Linked DNA regions of Sus scrofa: region 1 is linked to region 2. Evidence: chromatin contacts called from public Hi-C data. All regions are on one chromosome and are shown on one strand. Each heading gives the region's core, a stretch centred on a gene start, on an enhancer-like site or on the middle of the called end of the contact. The rest is flanking DNA. Distances are from core to core; before and after follow the strand shown.

The links. Hi-C and Micro-C count contacts between places; a contact is called where the count stands out from the background.
Region 1: a Hi-C map of skeletal muscle shows a contact between it and region 2, with 5 times the contacts expected there. The contact joins the promoter of CNOT1 here to the promoter of CFAP20 in region 2. A contact is called at or near these places in 3 of 47 Hi-C or Micro-C datasets (heart right ventricle, liver and skeletal muscle) and 1 of 2 datasets of contacts at active chromatin or transcription factors (alveolar macrophages).

What each region holds. Positions count from the first base shown.
Region 1 is chr6:20,370,796-20,374,116 of Sscrofa11.1, reverse strand. CNOT1 (CCR4-NOT transcription complex subunit 1) reads left to right here and starts at 1,817. Exons shown (of 49, transcript XM_021093957.1): 1 at 1,817-1,975.
Region 2 is chr6:19,967,813-19,970,792 of Sscrofa11.1, reverse strand. CFAP20 (cilia and flagella associated protein 20) reads left to right here and starts at 1,446. Exons shown (of 6, transcript NM_001244786.1): 1 at 1,446-1,752. The coding sequence starts at 1,669.

The sequences.
Region 1 (3,321 bases), core at 568-3,067, 400 kb before region 2:
GAAATGAATCGGACTAGGAACCATGAGGTTGCGGATTTGATCCCTGGCCTCGCTCAGTGAGTTAAGGATCTGGAGTTGCTGTGGCTGTGGTGTAGGCTGGCGGCTACAGCTCCGATTCCACCCGGGCCTGGGAACCTCCATGGGCCGTGGGTGGGGCCCTAAAAAGCAAAAAAAAGAAAAAAAAAAAGAGTTGGAATCAACCAAGGAATCAACCAAGGAATGGGCAGGTGGCAAAAAATATTTAGGAAATTATGGTAAGTGAAATTAGCCAGTCACAAAAAGACAAAATCTGCATGAATCCACTTATGTGAGACATGTAAAGTAGTCAAAATCTTAGAAGGGTAGTTTTCAAGCACTGGAGGAAGGAAATGAGTTGTTTGATGGGTATAGAGTTTCAGTTTTGCAAGATGAAAAAGTTTTTCTAGAGATCTGCTGCACGACATGCATATAGTTAACAGTACTATATGGTAACTTAAAAATGGCTACGATGGTAAATTTTATGTTGTGTTTTTTGTTTGTTTTGTTTTGGCTGAGCCCATGGCATGTGGACGTTCCCAAGATGGGACCTGTGCTGCACTTGTGACCTGCCCCACAGCAACGATGGATCCTTAACCTGCTGCTCCACATCAGGAAGTTATATGTTATATGTTTTTACCACATCCTCCTCCCCCCACGTGTAAGTTCTTGGGGCAGGATTCCACAGCCAGAGAAGCAGAGCAGTGACAAGAGAGCCTTAACCCGCCTTACATAATTTTTTTTAAAGAGACATATGGCTAGCAAACAAGAAACTTAGTGTTGCCTCAGGACAGCAGAGATTAGGATCGTTTTTCTCCAAAAGGTAAAAGATCCAACACTTTCTTCCCAATCTTCCCACCCTTCTGGGAACAGATGACCTCCAAATCTTTAAAAAGATATGTTCCCATGCTTTTTATTCCCAGAGCAAAAGGCATAAATATTCTTTTTTATCCACCTCCAGGGAGTGAGCCAAAAAGAGGACCTGAGCCTGAGCTTCCCACCTCTTTCTAAGGAGTCCCTTCCTCAATAGGCAGAACGAGAAAGGAAAGTTCTCTCCAGTAAAGTTAGGCAGGCTAGGACCAAATGGGAGCCTGGAAGACTACGTTCTCCAGCATGCATTGCTGCCCCTAGAGCGCATTCAGTGACTGAAGAATACGCACTACTTTTGCGACAGGGATGGGGTTGGGTGAACTACAGATCCCAGGATGCAAGGGCTACCACTCCAGTAACAGCCTGGCTTGCTTTCTGGAGCTGGCGTTCCCCGCCAAAGGGATACGCGGTTTGGGGAATGTTTGAGATTGGGAAGCCCCGTGGTCTATCGGATTTGACACTTCGAAAGAGGAAGGAGAATACGGGAAGGCTGCTTTTCACTGTAACTCAAAGTTGTTCCCGGGCAGGATAACAAGGGTTTAAGGGCCCCCCCCTCCTTTATTTATGGTTTCTCATAGCCAATGTCAGACACCCATTGGTGGAGGACTTCGAGGGCAGGTGGGAAGTCCGAGCAGCCCTACATCGAAGTTATCTGTCTCTCCTTATTGGTCTTCAACTCGAGCGCAGGCGCGAGGGCTCCGATTCCGGTCCCTGGGGACTGGTGAGCGGCAATTGGCCAAAGCCCGCGAAGTAGGAGTCTGGATTGGTAGTTGCTAGCAGGATCCTGGTTTCTTCCTTGACTTCTGCAAGTGATAGAGTGTGATTGGTTTAAATCCGCGGGCACCCGTCGGTGATTGGGTGGAAGCCACAGGCGGAGTACGGCCATTGGCTGGTGCTGGGGCCATCCCTCCTCGGGCGGGCAGCGAATGATGAAATGGGAACGGGGAGGGGAAAGGCCGCGACGTGAGCGCGCGACCTCCGGCGCCATTTTGTAGAGAAACAAGCGGAGTTAACCGAAGAGAGGGTCGAGGAGAGCCGGAGTCGAGGACCCAGGAGTTTCCTGTGTCCAGCGCTGCCGGAGCCGCCCGAGGTGAGGTGGGCTGGGGTCAGGTGCTGAGGCCGGCTGACGGTGTCAGCTACGGAACGCGGGTGCCGGTGCGGGAAGGAACCGAGGTGGTCCCGGGGCCATTGGGAACGTTTCCCGGCGCTCCGCGGAGTGAGGGGCAGTCGGACGGGGAAGTGGCGAGGCGGGAGAGGGCGGACTCTCTCCTCTTCGCTCGCGAGTCTTCGGGCTCTGAAGAGAAGCGGCCGAAGTGAAGGCTCCACGAAGCGGAAGGCAGAGCGCGGGATGAGTCTCGGGATGGCCCCCGGCCCGGGCCTGGAAGCTCTGAGGGTGGCGGTGGCGGCATTTGGGGCGGCTGGGCCTCGCCTCGCGCGGGCTGCCCCCTTCGCAGACCCCACGAGCTCCTCAACTGCCGGATGAGTGCAGTGGGCATGGGCGTAGGAGGCCTAGCCCCGGGGGCGAGGGGAGCGTGTTCCGAGTAGTTGCAGACTCCCAGTTCCTGTTGTTGGACCCGGAGCTGCCAATCCTCCTCCCCCCGCCCCCAGCACGTTGTCAAACCCCGAGTGTTTTCGGGTGTCCGCCGGTGGGAGGGGCGGGCGGGAGCGAGGCACTTCCTTATTACTTCTTGCCACAGGTTTTGTTCCATTCGCGCGCCCGGGCGCTCTCACACTCGCTCCGAAGTCGGCCCCCATCCACCTGGCCCAGTGTCTGTGCTAAGTGGCGTTTCTGCTCACCCATGGAAAGTGTCCTCCTGGTGAGCAGAGCACATGGAGGCTTCAGTGCTGGGGAGAGATTTTCTGCGGATCTTGTAGGGGTTACATAAGGCCAAACGCACAGATACTCCGTTTCAGTAACCCCCACCCCTGCAGGTTTCACCCCACCGGGCTCCTACAGATGAGCATCCCCACTAGGACTGCGCTTTAATGCTTCCTCTCTGTGGGTTTGGAAATGTTGTGTTTAAAGTAAACTTTGAGAAGAAAACTTTTGCTCTGAAGTCACTCAAAGGCCCTAATTTTTAGGATTCTGAGAACGTCTTTTTGTTGGTGGTAACACAGTTTTCTTTCCTTATTTCTCTACGTTCTGTTGCCATGAGGTTAACAACTAATTGATTGAGTCTCACTGATTACTTTTTGGGGAAAAATTCTGAACATTTCCCTCATGACAGTCCATTTGATAGGAACAGGTTCACATGGATGAAAAAGTGGACAAATAAAAAACTGGGAAGTAGGTCAATCAGATCAGGAACAAACTTGTTTTTGTAGAGGTATTTGGGTTTAAAATGCCAAGAATGGTAGCATAGTATTTTAGCTGTTAATAAGATGAATGGTAACAGTTTAAATAATCCTGTTTCGCTGCAAGTTGTTACCTTGTCT
Region 2 (2,980 bases), core at 197-2,696:
TCAATTGATCTTAGCTCTTATTAGTTGTTACAGTGATAAAGTTAGCTGCAAACTACTTTTCTGTCAGCCACATAAAACCAGCACAGGCCTGAGCAAGAGTATGATATCCAAGCAAATGCTCAATGAGTGATTGGTTTCCAACACCCGGGATTTCTTCCACACTTGAAATAGCATAGCTTATTTTATGCTTTTTAAAAAAACATTCTGGAGTTCCCATTGTGGCTCAGTGGGTTGAGAACCCAATGTAGTCTCCAAAAGGATGCGGGTTGGATCCCTGGCCTTGCTCAGTGTGTTAAGGACCTGGCATTACAAGTTGCAGATGTGGCTGAGATCCAGTGTTGCTGTGGCTATAGCAAAGGCCTGCAGCTGCAGCTCCGATTTGACCCACTTCCTTATGCCACAGGTGAGGCATAAAAATAAATATTTTTAAAAATTAAACAATGTTGGAGTTCCCATCGTGGTGCAGCAGAAATGAATCTGACTAGGAAACATGAGGTTGGGGGTTTGATCCCTGGCCTTGCTCAGCGGGTCAAGATCCAGCATTGCTGTGAGCTATGGTGTAGGTCTCAGACAGGCTCGGATCCTGCGTTGCTGTGGCTGTGGTGTAGGCTGGCAGCTGTAGCTCTGATTAGACCTCTAGCCTGGGGACCTCCATATGCTGCAGGTGCGGCCCTAAAAAGACCAAAAGGAAAAAAAAAATGTTCTAAGAACTAATTGATTAAAACCCTGCTGCTAATTCAACCTATTCAAATGTATTTTAATTGCATTAATTTCTGCTTTTATCTTAATGTTCAGACCTTGTTTTCTAATCATGCATTTAAGGTGATAAATTTTCCTTGAAGTATTGCTTTGACCACATACCACAAGTTAAGATATCTGGTGTATTCATAGTGATCCTGTTAATAATTAAAGCAATGATGCCTTTAAGACATTTAATGTAGTTAGTGCGCATGTACTGGTTAGCTGCTTTAACCTTATCAAATAATGCCAAAGAGCATTATTTGTTATTTGCAGGAAACCAGGCAAGCACTTCCTTACATCCAAGCCACCCGTGCCTTTCCCCACTTTTCTTTCGCGCTAGTAACTCCTACTGTCCCCTAAGGGGGCGGGGCCTGGACTTCACGCCTCTGACTCCACCCCCTCCAGGTTCCCATGACACTGGGCAGATGCTAACAACTCATTCTATAACCTTGTGTCTCCTTCCGCTTTCTAGAAGCCGCTCTGAGACAACGATGGGAAAATAGTCCCTTGGCAACGAGGTTCTTTTTTCCAGACGGCGGAACTAGGGCGGGGCTTAAGAGCGGAAGAAACAGGAAGTCCGTGATCCCTGTGGCAGGATTGGGCCCCGCTCTCTCGGGGGCGAGCTCAAGCTGGCGGAGGGATCCACCTCTGGCGGCGGGCGGCCCACCGCCTCTATTTAAGGAAGGGAGAGAGGCGCAGGCGGCAGTTGCTGTGGTGTCGGTGCTGAGGCGGCTTCGTTCTTCTGCTAGTGAGCCTCGCGGATGTAGCGTCCCGCGTCTAAGTCCTGCTGTCTGCGGCTACCAATTGGGAGGTCAGGAGCGCAGGGTACTTTCTTTGGGCCAGAGCCGGCCCCCTTTTTTGCCTTCGCCACTAAGTGAAGCCATTTAGGTCAGCTTCCGCGCGGCTGAGGAGAAGGCCGCCGGCGATATGTTCAAAAACACGTTCCAGAGCGGCTTCCTCTCCATTCTCTACAGCATTGGCAGCAAGCCCCTGCAAATCTGGGACAAAAAGGTCAGGGACTGGGGGCGGTGGCGGGGCGGGGTCCGCGGGCTGGGCCTGGTGTGGCGGGTAGTTATGTGGAGCTGGGGGAAGGCCGGGCGGTCGCTGCTGTGCCCCGTCCCCAGCCTGGCGTGACTGAGGGTCGACGAGGGAGCGTCGTGTAAGCAGCTGGAGTGCATGTGGAGTGGGCGTGGCTGGGCTTTAAGTGACCTGCGGCCGTGGTCCAGTTAGGACAGTGGTCCCTCTTTGCAGATTTGACTGGGTCACTGGATTCCTAACCTTCGGTTTCTGCATCTATAATATGGTGGGGTTGAATAGTGCCCGTTTCACAGCGTTGAAAAGCGTAAACTCACGTGATGTTGCTTTGGGGACGTGCACATGAATTGCTGTTCACTGATTTCACAAACATTTACTGATACCCTGTATTGTGCCAGGCCCTATGCTCGGCACTAGACACAGAACCTTTGTTCCAGGCGCCCTTACAGAGGCAAAGCCAGGACTCAGTTATGTTTGGGTTTCATTCATTTGCTCCCTTCCTCCCACTGATCCCGAACAAGCCAGAATTCGGTGGCCCTTGGCACTTGCTCCACACTCACTGTGACTTGGGGTCTGTACTCTGCCTTTCCTTATTTCTCCATCAGGAAAATTGCAAAATGGTGATAACGTCTTGTTTGGGTTAACAAGCACAGACCCAGGTAAAACATCTTGTTTTTTTTTTTTGTCTTTTTGCTATTTTTTGGGCCGCTTCCACGGCATATGGAGGTTCCCAGGCTAGGGGTCTAATGGAGCTGTAGGCGCCGGCCTACGCCAGAGCCACAGCAACACCGGGTCCGAGCCTCGTCTGCAAACTACACCACAGCTCATAGTAACGCCAGATCCCCAACCCACTGGGCCAGGCCAGGGACCGAACCCGCAACCTCATGGTTCTTAGTTGGATTTGTTAACCACTGAGCCACGACGGGAACTCCTAAAACCTCTTCTTCATCATCACTCAGGTGTCAGCTGCATGATACTTTCACTGACCCCACGAAATGGTGACCTTGTCCATTTTTTGGAAGTTTTGAGCAGGGGGCATGTGTGTTTTGCAAGTACAGGTTGGTCTGCATTTGATTACTTTGATATTTTCTTTCTTATGCAAATTCCCAGGCAGTCTGTACCCTTCTTTGAAAAGAAGTTAATATAAGTGGAAGACAGGTGATTTAGGGTATAACCTTAGTACTGCCTCCTCTTGGGAAAATGG